Regions from separate parts of the Sus scrofa genome. Here region 1 is linked to region 2. Evidence: chromatin contacts called from public HiChIP or PLAC-seq data. All regions are on one chromosome and are shown on one strand. Each heading gives the region's core, a stretch centred on a gene start, on an enhancer-like site or on the middle of the called end of the contact. The rest is flanking DNA. Distances are from core to core; before and after follow the strand shown.

The links. HiChIP or PLAC-seq counts read pairs in DNA pulled down with a chosen protein or histone mark.
Region 1: a contact with region 2 is called in an H3K27ac HiChIP or PLAC-seq map of alveolar macrophages. The contact joins the promoter of DCAF11 here to the promoter of CBLN3 in region 2. A contact is called at or near these places in 1 of 47 Hi-C or Micro-C datasets (skeletal muscle) and 1 of 2 datasets of contacts at active chromatin or transcription factors (alveolar macrophages).

What each region holds. Positions count from the first base shown.
Region 1 is chr7:75,177,303-75,183,886 of Sscrofa11.1, reverse strand. DCAF11 (DDB1- and CUL4-associated factor 11) reads left to right here and starts at 2,750. Exons shown (of 15, transcript XM_001928359.5): 1 at 2,750-3,349; 2 at 3,452-3,819; 3 at 4,711-4,838; 4 at 5,530-5,657; 5 at 5,891-5,955; 6 at 6,474-6,574. The coding sequence starts at 3,665.
Region 2 is chr7:74,864,416-74,871,856 of Sscrofa11.1, reverse strand. CBLN3 (cerebellin 3 precursor) reads right to left here and starts at 5,926. Exons shown (of 3, transcript NM_001112680.1): 1 at 5,522-5,926; 2 at 5,106-5,225; 3 at 3,414-4,751. The coding sequence starts at 5,821. The coding sequence ends at 4,554. All of the region lies in intron 1 of KHNYN (protein KHNYN), which reads left to right.

The sequences.
Region 1 (6,584 bases), core at 1,501-4,000, 320 kb before region 2:
TTCTTCCAGTGGAACACATATCCTAACATAAATACTCATATATATTTTCAAAATATTGTAAGTCACAAGCGATATAATCAAGTTCACAGGCTTAAAAATCTTTTACATGCAAAAATCAACCAATGAATCCAGATGAAACCTTCTATTCTTTAGCATTTGACGTTAAGACTCGTTTTGGGAGTTCCCTTCGTGGCATAGAGGAAACGAATCTGAGTGGGAACCATGAGGTTGCGGGTTTGATCCCTGGCCTCACTCACTGGGTTAGGGATCTGGCGTTGCTGTGAGCTGTGGTGTAGGTCGCTGATATGGCTCAAATCTGGCTTTGCTGTGGCTCTGGCATAGACTGGCAGTTGTAGCTCTGATTGGACCTCTAGCCTGGGTACCTCCAATGTGCTCAAAAGACAAAAAAAAAAAAAAAGACTCAAGTTTTGGCCACAAAAACCTCAGATTTTTAAAACCTTTTAACATTTACCATGACTTTTAAATGTTTTACTCAATAAAGTACAAGCTACATATTTCAAAGGCTTGATTTAGATTTTATTGAGTTTTAAGCTGGATTTGTACATTAAAAGGATCTGTAAGCTAGGGAGGAGAAGAGGAAAGAGGCTCAGCGGAAATGAATCCGACTAGGAACCATAAGGTTTTGGGTTCATTCCCTGTCCTCGCTCAGTGGGTTAAGGATACAGCCTTGTTGTGAGCTGTGGGGTAGGTCGCAGACGCAGCTCAGATCCAGCATTGCTCTGGCTTGGTGTAGGCTGGTAGCTATATCTCCGATTCTACTGCTAGCCTGGAAACCTCCATATGCCATGGGTGGGGCCCCAACAATATAAATAAAAATAAAATCCATTATTGAGATTTTAACAAAAGTCTTTGTTTTCTATGTACCTCTGGTGGTCAAACTGTGTTAACCATAATTCTTTGTTCATGCTGTATCTTTTTTTTTTTCTTTTGTCTTTTTAGGGCTGCACCCGTGGCATATGGAGGTTCCCAGGCTAGGGGTCAAATCAGAGCTGTAGCTACCAGCCTACACCACAGCCACAGCAACAAGGATCCCAGCCACCTCTGTGACCTACACCACAGCTCATGGCAATGCCAGGGATCGAACCTGCTTCCTCATACTAGTCAGTTTCTTTTCTGCTGGGCCAGGATGGGAACTCCCACGCTGTATTTTTGTAATTAGTTCATGAAAGGCCTTCTCCATTTTATTATTTGTTTAATGATATGAGCCTATTTTTATATTTTTAAATGCAAAACTGAAACCATATTGTTTTTGCATCCACCACATATCAGCAGATCTACCACCTTTTTTAAGCCTAAAAAATGTAATTTGCACAATTTCCCAAGGCATGAAAATAGAAGACTACGTCATTTTTAATGGCTACCTGGTATTTCTGTGTCTACCATATGAACCATAATTTATTTAACCTGTAGCAGTGCGTTTGGATCTTTTGTTTCCAGTGTCTTACTACGGTCAATAATTGCTCTGTGGGGAGTTCCCTGTCATGGCGCAGCGGAAACTAATCCAACTAGAATCCAGGAGGACGCCTGTTAGATCCCTGGCCTCACTCAGTGGGGTAAAGGATCCGGCGTTGCTGTGACTGTGGTGTAGGCCGGCAGCTGTAGCTCCAATTTAACCCCTGGCCTGGGAACCTTCATATGTCGGGGGGGGGGGGCGGCCCAAAGAGCAGAAGAAAAAAAAAAAAGAATTTCAAAGTGTGATAACAGAACATTAAACCAAGCGTGGGTTCTGTACAGGTCGCACACCCATGAAGCTGGCCCTGGTGACCAGAGATAATAAGCTAGCTCTGATCTAGCGATCTAGAAACCAAGGGGTATCACCAGAAGGATAACCACACCCTCGCCTACCCAGGGAGAGTGAGCCCCAGGAGAGCCCAAATTAAAGCCCGCCTCCCTCATCCCTCCTGCCCTCAGGAGGCTCTGGGCAGCACTTTTAATTAAGCGTCCCGGCTGGGGGCACTGAGAGGCAGCTTGGACCCCGGGCCTAGGCGCCCAGCACGGTCAATCGACCCACAACCCCCCAGCCTGGGCGAGGATCCCTAGGTACACAAGTCTCGTCCTTGAACTCTGCCGAGTTACTCATAAACCCGGAGGAAGGGGTAGGAGGGGGTAGGAGGCGCCGCGCGTGCACACCCTGGTCCTGCGCAGAGGCGCCCCAAGGACAGAGGGTCTAAGGAAAGTCTTCGAATCCTCCCAGGGTTAGGGTTAGGGTTAGAATCAGAGGCGAACTGACCATAATGAAAGGTCAGTGAGGACCCGCGGATGCACTAGGGAGCGTCTACAAAGACTGCGAAGCCAGGGGTCATCTAAAAAGTTGCCTGAGTGACTAACGGAAGGTCTAGAAAGGGCGGTCCCCAAGAGAACAAGGCTTCCGGAAGCTACGCCCGGAAGGGAGGGTGTGAAGGCCTAGGTGCATCTGTGACGCGAACGCATTCCCAAAAGAGCCGCGCACCGCTTAGGACCGGACCGGCTGAAGCTGCAGCCTGAGAAAAAAAGCAGTGCTAGAGAGCGAAGTGGGGGCGGGGGAGGGGGTCGTGCCTAGGGGAGGAAAGAGAGGCCCCTTAGAGATCCTCTGAAAAGTGCGAAGCTAAATGTTGTTAAGGGACTGACAGCAAATTATTTCCCTTGTTAAGACACCTCTGGGCAGCGAATCACAAACTTCTTTTGTAAGCCCCGCCCCTCGCCCATGAGGTCTAGTTCCGTTGTTTCTGATTCAAGAAGCAGCCAGTTCCGCACTTAACGCCTCCCAACCAGAAGCGACCGCTCCTCCTGGATCGCGCGCTTTCCCCTCCCCTAGCACTCATCACACACTTTCTCCCGCCCATCTGTCAATCACCGCTCTCAGCTGTCCAGTGAGCGGGCCAAGGGGGCGGGGCCGTCAGGGGCGTCGCGTGACGTTGCAGTCCGCCGGCGGCAGAGCCTGGAGATGCGTGACGAAGGAAGCGCGTGACGAAGGAGCTGTTGGCCGACGCCGGAGGGCAGTCGGTGTAAACAAGGCCTTGCGCCGCTGCGGGTCCTGAGACCTCTCCTGGCTGGTGGGTGGTCTCTCGCAGGCCTACCCCCCTTAGCTTACACATCCCTGGCACACCACGTGGGCGTGAGGCGAGGAAGGAGGGGGTTAAGTGGAGTTTTAACTTCATTGGTTGTCGCTGCCGCCGGCTTTTGGGAGGGAGTGTGCTGATTGGCCGGTAAGGGGGGCGTCGGGGGGTCCTAAGGCTTCTGATTGGTTAGATGGGATAAGCTAATGAGGCGCTTTCTTCTGCGAGGGTTTTTGATTGGTCGGCCTGAGAGGTTACCTGGGAATCCACCCCACCCTCAGGGACTTTGATAGGTGAGTTTGAGGTAGAAAACTGAGAAATTCCTCTTCAAAGGATTCTTACTGGTGAGCTAAGGTCACGCCCTAGACTTCACTCTGTTTTTTTTTGCTTCACAGGATTGGGAAAGGTTTGTGTTCCCGAAGCTTTGGGAGTTGTTACAGGCCAAGGAGAAGGGTTCTCAGTCCCTAAGAAGTGTAGCCTTCCTAGTTATAGCTACCGCCGTACCTCAGGAGACCCTGGTATTTCTAGAGCAGGGTTTGCTTTCATCAAACCCAAGGAGGTGACAGGAGGAGTCCCTGCACAGGACTTAAGGATGCTGTGACCAGAAGATGGGATCACGGAACAGCAGCAGTGCAGGAACTGGGTCCGGAGACCCCTCCGAGGGCTTGCCCCGAAGAGGGGCTGGCCTGCGTCGGAGTGAGGAAGAGGAAGAGGAGGATGAAGATGTGGATCTGGCCCAGGTACTGGCCTATCTCCTACGCAGGTAACTTACCCTCTGGTGTGTCCCCACCAGGCGCCACCACAGTCCCTTGATCCCAGCTCCAATCAGGGAAGTTACAGATAATAGGAAGTGGGATTATCCCAGGACTACCTTTCTGTTTGAGCAGAACATCCCTCCCTGCTGGACACTCAGGGCACTCAGCTTCATACCCAGTAAGAGTGGGTTTTGCCTAGGGAGGGTCAGCTAGATGACTTGCTCTTATGTTTGAGGGAACTGTTCAGGGGAGTCTTTTTAGTTATGACTACACAAATGTAGATTATTTTTCACGTAAATAAGAAATGGGGGGGGCGGTTGCCTGGTGGAAAAGGAATGATGTGAGGGTTGAAAAGTGCTGGGAAGGTGGGTATTGAACTTTAGTGAAGTTATTGACACATGATATGAGGCCATGTGGATTTACTGGAAAAACAAGTTTAAATTAACTCTAATCCTGTTTTTGAGGAAAGATTGCTTTGAGGGAAGTGACCACCAGGAATTGACTGGAAAGGGGTGCAACTGGCTTTGGTTCTTAGCTATGGCTTCTTGGGGAGAAAAAAACCTTGGGAGTCCCTTCAGAACACCATGTTCTATGCTGAACTCCTTGGGCAGAGGCTTGGAAGGAAATGCTCTCAATTTTTAGCTCTCTGAGGAGTCAGCTAACCCCGTGTGATGTCGGGGTTTTTCTACTCCTGCTATAAGATGGAGAACTTATTGCCTAGTGTGTCTTATAGGAGACTGAAAATAACAGCCAAGGTCTTGTCAGCCCCCACCCTCAAAATGGCTACAGAATGAGAGTTTGAGGACTAGGTAGTCTAAGAACTAACATCACCACTGACTCTGAATTTGGTTGATTTGGGGATGGGATACTCCCCTTTATCATGGGGGCTCTCTCCACAGAGGCCAAGTGAGGTTGGTGCAGGGAGGAGGTGCGGCAAATTTACAACTCATCCAGGCCCTCTCAGACTCAGAGGAAGAGCATGACAATGCCTGGGATGGTCGTCTCGGAGACCGATACAACCCACCTGGTAAGAGGAAAGACATAAATCAACTATACTTTAATTTAAAAAAATTAAAAAAGAGGAAGGGCAGACTGAAACTCCAACATCAGAAGACTTTCATCAGAGGAGTTTTCTTATGGCACAGTGAATTAAGGATCTGGCTTTGTCACTGCAACAGCTTGAGTAGCTGCTGTGGTGCAAGTTCGATCCCTTGCCTGGGAACTTCCACATGCCACAGGCACTGCCAAAAAAAAAAAAAAAAAAAAGACCCTCATCAGAAAACCTTTTATAAAAATTTTTATGGCCATTCCCATCGTGGCTCAGTGGTTAAAGAACCTGACTAGCATCCATGAGGATGCAGGTTCAGTCCCTGGCCTCACTCAATGGGTTAAGGATCTGGTGTTGCCGTGAGCTGTGGTGTAGGTTGCAGACGCAGCTCGGATCCCACGTTGCTGTGTCTGTGTCGTAGGCCATCAGCTACAGCTCCAATCAGACCCCTAGCCTGGGAACCTCCATATGCCGCAGGTGTGGCCCTAAAAAGACACACACACACACAAAAATTATGGCAAAAATTGAAAGAAAGATGTGATAATTCAGGGGATGAGGGAATCTTCACAGCCCCGGAATATTCAGCCATGTTGAGTGGGTTGAGCACAGCTCTGTAACTGTCCTCTGGGGCTGGAAGACCTAGAACAAAACTTCTCTTTGGTATTTGCAGTGGATGCCACCCCTGACACCCGGGACCTGGAATGCAGTGAGATCAAGACACAGGTGGAATTGGCCACAGGGCGGCTAGGACATAGACGGGCAGCCCGGGAGCACAGCTTTCCTCAAATGCTGCTCCAGGTAGGCCTCTGCACTTCTAGCCCGCCTGACAGCAGCCCTATCAATGTAGCCAGAAGCTACAAGGGCTGGAACTGGAACACTCTTAGCCAACCTGCATTGGGCTTTGGTGGGATGAACTACTGGGTATGGGTATTTTGTCTGTAGCAAGAACAGTATCTTTGGAGGAGGGGGCTTGGTGTGCCTGAAGTGGCCCTCTGTTTCTGCTAGCAATATTCCCCAATCCCTTCCTTTAGAGAGAACGGGGCCTCTGCCACCGGGGAAGCTTCTCCCTTGGAGAACAGTCTCGAGTGATGTCTCAGTGAGTATGGGGCTTGGTGAAGAGATCCCAAGGGCCAGATAGGTCTTATCTCCTAAACTTTGAAGAGACCAATGTTAAAGGATCCTTAGGGATATTCAGGTAAGGTTACATGGGGTTGAGGCTTTGAGAATAAACAAAATGGCAAAGTATAGCAATTGAGGGGATGATAGATGAATGAAAGAAAGAGACTGTGGAGTTCCCACCATGGCACAAAGGGATCATTGGCGTCTTGGGGGCGCTGGGGCACAGGATTGATCGCCAGCCATCCGGGCACAGTGGGTTAAGGATCCAGCATTGCCGCAGCTTCAGCTTAGGTTGCAGCTACATCTTGGATCTGATCCCTGGCCCAGGAACTCCATATGCCATGGGGCAGCCAAAAAGCAAAAGAAAAGAAAGAGGCTTGTACCCAAGCTAAAAGGAAATATCCTCTGTACACACATCCAGCTCTGTTAGGATTCTACTAACCGGGACACTGCCTGTGCTGAGCTCCCCTTACACTCATTTCCTCTGTTCCCCAGCTTCTTGCCCAATGATCTGGGCTTCATTGATACCTACTCCCAGAAGGCTTTCTGTGGCATCTACAGCAAAGATGGTCAGATCTTCATGTCTGCCTGCCAAGGTATCAGACC
Region 2 (7,441 bases), core at 4,677-7,176:
AGGACCAGGGGTGGCTGGAGACCATGGATTGAGAGCTGCAGCAAATGCTTCAGCCGGACTTCTCTCTGTAGAAAGCAGCTGCCAGGGCGTGGGTGTAGGAAAGGTCGACAGTTGGATTCTATTCTTAGGCTCCTCAAAGTCCTAGGAGATTTTAGTGCCTGGAGAGGAACACTAGCCACCATCTGTGCTTTATTTATTGTTTAACTCATTTGCTTCATAAACCTGCTTAAGCAAAAATTGTCTAAACATTTATATAACCAATGAGCCAAAATCTACACATTTTACAAATCAGATCATTTAAACATTGACTGAAAACTTAAATTCTCCTACACATTTCAATAGAGTCATCAGGGTAGTATGTCAGCTTCTCTAAAGGCATCAAATCTTTTGGTAAAGCACATGCCTTTCAAGGATTATAAAGTATATGACACCTACACTTACTATAAAATTGGGTTTATAGACCCAGGAGAAGGACACTATCTCAGTTCAGACCAATTTTTGAGTCTGGATAGACAAAAGATGAATAGTATCTCAGTGTAGATGAGGTTTTGAATTATTACTCAATGAGTTCTTGGTTGGGACCTGCTTTACCTTTTAAGATGTTGAATATCTGAGCCAGTGCTTATCTTATATATCACCGGAATTTTCATTTTCCAGTACCTTTTCCATTCATTTCCATGAATTAGTGTAATGTAACTGGATGCCTCTTTTTTAAAATGATGTCTTTAAGTTTTGTGGGTTTTTTTTTTTTTTTTGGCTGAATCTTTGGCATATGGAAGTTTCCAGGCCAGGGGACCAATCGGAGCTGCAGCTGCTGCCCTGCACCACAGCCACAGCAATGCCAGATCTGAGCCCTGTCTGCGAACTATAAGGCAGCTTGTGGCAATGCCAAATACTTTAACCCACTGAGTGAGGCCAGGGATTGAACCCACATCCTCGTGGATACTAGTCAGGTTCTTAACCTAGTGAGCCACAACAGGATCTCCTGTCATTTTTAGGTCTAAGGACTATGATATGCAGATGTTCCAGAGATGTCTATGCCCACTCCCTGGAGCCACCGAATATGTTGTGTTTAATGGTAAAGAGACATTTTCATATGCAATTAAAGTTATGGGTCTCAAAACAGAGAGATTATCCTGATTTATCCATGTGGGCCCAATCTAATTACCTTAAATTTGAGAATTTTAAAAGTCAGAGATGTGGCTGAAAGCTAGGTTGGAGAGGTTCAAACTGTTAGAAGGACTTGGCCTGACACTATTGACCCAAAGGCTGGAGGCCAGGAAACTCAGTCCTACAACCATAAGGAAATGAATGCTGAGTGAATTCTTTATTCATGATTGCCACCTCCTGACCCAAGAGGGAAATGGGTGTGCCCTTCCCTCCTCCTTCCTGGGGGCTATAAGGTTGATGTAATGGCATTCTTCCACTTCAGTAAAGAAGGCAGGGCTACTACCTACATCTTGCTTTTGACCTAATGAAACCCTAAGCAGAGAATCAAATCATGCTCTGCTGGACTTCTGACCTATAGAAACAGATATTAAATAGGTCAAAGTTGTGTTAAGGCAGTAACTTTGTGGTAATTGTTATGCAACAATAGAAAGCTAATACAATAACTTTACTGACATTATTTTCAAATTTATCTACCTCATTTGCATTTTTACAAACATCCTCAATCTTGTTGTTTTTCCCAATATCCAATCTTTTCTTCTTCTGACTTTTAGCTGAGCGTGGCTGCCTGGAATAAAGACTTTATTCCCTAGCCTGTCTCCACTGTCTGGTGTGGCCAGCTAGGACTAAATTCGGGCCATTGAGATGCAAATAGAACTGTTGGGTGTACCTTTCAGAAAGCTTCTTTAAAAGGAAATGGGTGTGCCAGTCCCTCCTCCTTCCTTGGGGCTATAAGGTTGATGCAATGGCTGGGGCTATCTTGGGTCAGGAGGTGGCAATAAAGAAAGCCAGGCTGATGATCATCAAACTGCCATCCTTCCCTGGACTCTTTGTTTGCAGATTCTTCTGTGTGAGAGGGAAATAACCTACCACCTTGTTTAAGCCATTATTATTTTGGGTTTTTCTGTTACTGTAATCTCTTTGTAATTAGTAGGGTAGTAGTATAAAGTTTCCCTTTTCCAAGAAGTGAAGGATCAAGTTTAAGGAGTGAGCAGTTAGCTTCTGGAAGTTTGACTAATTTATCATCATGTAACAAGTTGTTGGACTTTCTTCCTAGTTGTATTATTTGACCTGATGGTGCCAATCAGTCTCTTTCATTTTTGGTGCAGTTCCAACTTTTTCTGGAATTACTCACAGCTCTCTGGATCCACCCCTTCCTACTTATGCAGATAAAGACAAATAAATGCACTTTATGAATAGATAAATTATCTACTATATTTATACTCTTCTACTTATCAAAACTAATTAAAAAATATCCTATAATAGTCATACTTCTTCACTCAGTGTATTAACTACCTTTTTGCACATTGTATAGTTACTTTTTCCTTTTGAAAATCACAACAGAGACATGGCTTTTAAAAATTCACCTTGTGGAATTCCCTGGCAGCTCAGTGGGTTAAGGATCCAGCTTTGTCACTGCTATGGCTCGGGTCATTGCTGTGGCAAGGGTTTGATCCCTGGCCCAGGAACTTCTGCATGCCATGGGTGCAGCCAAAAAAAATCACCTTGTTCCAATTAACTATATCATTTTTCTTTTGATTATCCAATTGTCATAAAATGTCAGTTTGTGGAAGTCTATTAAAATGGTTTCTTTGGAGTTCCCATCGTGGCTCAGTGGTTAACGAATCCGACTAGGAACCATGAGGTTGCAGGTTCGATCCGTGGCCTTGCTCAGTGGGTTAAGGATCCGGCGTTGGTGTAGGTTGCAGATGTGGCTCGGTTCCTGTGTTGCTGTGGCTCTGGTGTAGGCAAACGGCTACAGCTCCGATTCGACCCCTAGCCTGGGAACCTCCATATGCCGCAGGAGTGGCCCAAGAAATGCCTTCTCAGCTCTACCCCTTACATTCAAAAAATATCTTTGATTTTTGTCTTCAATAGTATGTTCCAAGCCTAGAGTTATTTATGATGAGCTATTCTCCAAGGGACCGTGAGTCCTTTTAAAGGTGAATAATAGTTGAGGCAAAGATCCAGGTGCTAAGAATGCATATTAGATTTTTCCTGATGTTGTTCCTACACTACTTTAGTGACAAAATTTGAAAAAGTTATTTCTTTTGGAAACCACAAACTCACATTGGTATTTCCTCTTTAACTCAAGTACTACCAAATCCTTTTTTTTAAATTTGACTCTAACATATGAATTTACATTTATTTTCTCTACAACATATACCTGCTGGTCTCTTGTAACCCCTGAACCCAATTGTGATGGCATCTTCTCTCTCTAGTGATCCTATAGGGTCTCATTGACCATCATTCTCTAATTACTTTATTGATAGATTCATCCATGCTGGGCCAATGGGACAGAGAGGTGACACAAGTTTTTTAATACTGGCAGGAGAGTGGCTGAAGGGATGAATCATGGCATCCAAGGTAATAGGAAGTTTAGGAAGGAGACTAAGACGGCACAAATTAAGAGAAAGAGGAGACGTTGCAGGTCAGTGTAGAACAGCTACAGTGAAGGTCACTGAGAGAGCTGGGAGGAAGGAGGTGATGGGGAGAGCATGGAGTGATGAAAGTTCCGACTACATAGATGGAGCAGTTCTAGGAGGCGGCCACAGGCATTGATGTGTTCCATGGCCTGGAGATCTATACTTGCCCACATGTGACCTGCCTCCACCTCCAGCTGCCAAAGGAAGCTCTGTTTACCTGCTCTCTGCCAAAGCAAACATATATCCATGTCTTGGATGGGGAGGTGAGGGGCAGAGTCCACCTGGGATCTGGCACAGATAAATGCCTGGGGTTCACTATCTGCTGGTGGCTCCAATGTACACAAAAAAATGTGTACCATGTTCAGGCTGAGGGCACGCCCCCTTCCTGCCTTACCAGCTACAGGCTCTGGGCTGCTCTGTGGCCCTTACCATGCATCTGCTGGTGGCTAAGCCTCTGGCCCTAGTCCTCGCAGTGCTGGCTCAGCTTCTGAGTATGATTTGTGATGCTGGCACTCCTCACAGGAAGGAGCCTGCCGGATATGCTGAAGCTGGTCCATCTGGTCCCCTGTAGGGGCCTGTCAGGCTCACCTGTACCACCTGTTCCCAAATAGCACTGAGCGGGAAGCTGGGTTGGGGGTGGAGGACAGGAAGCAGAGACTGCAAAGTAGTCTACGCCTCCCTCCCTGGAAAATCTTGCTCTGATTCTAGGGCTGCAGGCAGAAATCAAGGCAGTGGGAGGCTGGGAGGCAACTGTGGGGGTGGGGTAAGAGGGACAGGTCCCAAGACACTGCAGCTCTACTCCTCACCTTGGATGTTTGGCACAGGGTCCCATGCAAGGCAGTGGAATAAAGGCAGCCAGAGGGAGTCTTTCTCCTGCCCTAAAGAGACTGCTTCTGGGGCAGGAAAGGGTAGAGGGCAGAGGTCAGGGGCTAGATTTCTGTCTTTGAAAAGCTTCAGCCCTCAGAGTGGGAAAATGAGGAAGCCAGAGAAGCTCGAATATTTCCAGCCACCGAGTAGGTTCCCTCGACGCAGGCGCAGAGACACCCGGTCCCCAGGATCCAGGGGCAGTAGCACAGAACTGGTGGCTGCCTCCCGGGTCACGTCTGGGTCATTGGCAAAGGCCGAGACGACAGGCCATGTGTTCAGCATCAGGCTTACCTGCAGAGGGAAGCCCAGTTAGCACCTGTCCCTGCCCCTCGCCCCAGGACCCCACTCTCTTGAGGGCTTTCTCCCTTCTCTCCAGCCCCAGAGGGACACGCTAATACCTGGGAACCTGGACAGTGCACCCACCTGGGAGGGCTGCGGGGTGGCCCATGTTGGACTCTGGACCTCTATCACACGCTCTGTTAGGTAGGTCCGTTCCCCCCTTGCTCTTGGCCTCCCAGGACACAGGTCAATGGAGGTCTGCCTGGGGGTCAGCTGGGCTCCACTTATTTCCCCTCCTCTTACCCTGACCCCCCCGCCCTCCGCCCCAGGAGTTGGAGATAGGACAGGGCCTAGTATTCAGGTCACCTGGACAGTTTGGCGGTTGTACACCTTCACCACATGGAACCGGAAGCTGTAGACACCTCGGACAGGGGCCACGAAGGAGCCTGAGGCTCGGTCAAAGCCACCGCCCTCGTTCACCAGGACCTGTGGGAAGCAGACCCTGCTGAGTAGGGCTCAGGGATGCCTGGGGCTCAGGGAAACCACGGGGTTGGGGAAAGGGGCAGCGAGTAAGGAAAGGAAGGGGTGACAAGCAGACAGGACAGGAGGAATGCCTGGGTTCAAAAGAAATGGTGAGAAAGGTCAAGGAGGGTATGGGGGGAGTGAAGGGAAGGGAGAAGGGCAGCAGGCTTGGGGGCAACCAGCCACAGCAGGGGCTGTTTCCTTAGCAGCAGAGCGGGCTTGGACAGTGCTTCCAGGTCTTTGCAGGGGAGGGGGATTACCTGGTCGAAGTAGATGGCTCCACCCGTGCCGTTGCTGATTTCCCCTGCTGGCTCATGGTGGTGGCTTCGGACTGCAGCAAATGCCACTCTTCCAGGGGGTGCTTCTCCCAGGGCTGCTCCCCCGGGACCCCCTGCAGCAGCTCGGCCCGGCTCACAGACCACCAGGCACTCGCCTTCCAGGAGGACTGGCTCTGTCCCCTCTTGGGCCCACCCGGCCCTGAGAACCAGAAGAGTCAGGGCCAAGGGCAGCCCAGGGCTGAGTGGAGGACCTGGTGGCCAGTGTTGCTTTGCTCCCAGCATGGCTGAGTGGCTCTGTGACCCCCAAGCCTCCTCTTTCTGCTCCTTGGTTTTGCCCTCCTCTGCCACAGACTCTCAGCACCCCTCACCCTGCTTCTCAGTCTTCTCTCTGGGACTCATGGTCACCTGGTCTTGGCATCTCCATCCCTCTCGTGCCCCACAACTCTGTCCTGCCTCTCCTGCTGTCACTGCAGGTCCCTCCTCCTTGGCAGGGCACAAAATGACAGCAGTTGGGCTCTGGGAGGGAGAGGAGAAATGAGGCAGCCAGATGGGAGGGCTTCAGCCAGATCCCCAGGGCAGCCCCCTCAAGAGCACTGAAGGCTGGAACTGGGGCGACAAAGAACACGGGTGACTGTGTGAGATTCTGAGTGTGTGTTTGTGCATATGTGTGAGACCAATTCTACAGCCCCTTCCTCCTGCTCACTCCTCCCCTCTTTAAAATCCTTCACAAATCAACAGCCCGCTTAGCAGCATTTTTTCCACTGTTGGAAAAGGGAGTATCCTAGTGTTTTCCCCACAACTGTTTTGGTGGAAAGTGCGCAGGCGAACAGGGGCACTATTCCGTGACCCTGGGCCAGTCTCTTCCTTTCCTTGGTCTTCTATATCTTCATCCGAAGGGACGAGGCCCCCTTCACTTCCATCTCTCCAAGAGTGGTTCCTCATTCCTGAGAAACAACTGCGCGGAGCGGCTGAAAACCCAGAGGAACGGGAGACCTTGACCCCCCAGGGAGTCTAGGAGTTGGAGCGGGAGGGTGGGCGGGCCCGGGACGGGACGGGGCGGGGCGGGTAGGCCGGGGGCGGGGCCAGGCCCGGGGGCGAGGAGCAGCCTGCGGCTGGTCCCAGCGGGTGCGCGCTGGGGCTCAGGGCTGGCCTAGCCCCTGGGAGGGGCCGAGCTGGCTCCGCCCCGGGCCAGGAAGTGACTCAAAAAACTGTTCGTGATGTGGGGAAGAGAGGTCCCCGTTGGGTGAGGAATCGGAAAGGCCCGCCCAGATTTGGGCCCCCAGCTCTTCTTCCCTGGGCCGGGGGCGCAGGCGAAGCTGGGGCCAGCGGGCACCGAGCGGCGCCGGCGGGACTGAGGCCGCAGAGGGCGGCGAGGCGGGTAGGCGCGCTCTCCCCCGCGCCCGGACCGCGGGAGCCAGAGGCCGCAGTGCAGAGCGCAGTCGGGGGGCGGCAGCCGCCAGCGGCTGCGGGGGCGGGGCCCAACCCGGCCCCTGGGCCCCGCGTGGGGAGTGTGGCGAGACCGATGGGTGCAGCGGACCAGGCGGCGGAGGGAGGGCGAAGGGTGGGAGTGGCCAGAACCTTGGAAATGGCTGACAAGGGACCCCAGAGGACAGCCCAGTTTAAGCCCTGGTGAGGATTCGTCTTTAAGAGGCCGTCTTGGACCGGGAGATCGCAGAGACCCCGAGGAGAGGGGCTCTTTCGTCACCCGTCCCACTCCTGCCCTCCAGATCCAGCGGGATTCCCCCCACCCTGCTCCCGGCTGTGGTTATCATTTTCCAGAGGCCACACACCCCTCCCAGAGAGACAGCCTTGTTTATCCATGACTTCGTCTTCGGGAGGAAGGCCCTTGCGTCCAGATAATCTGACATCCCCTTCCTACCCTCCAGGTGGACTGAAATGCTG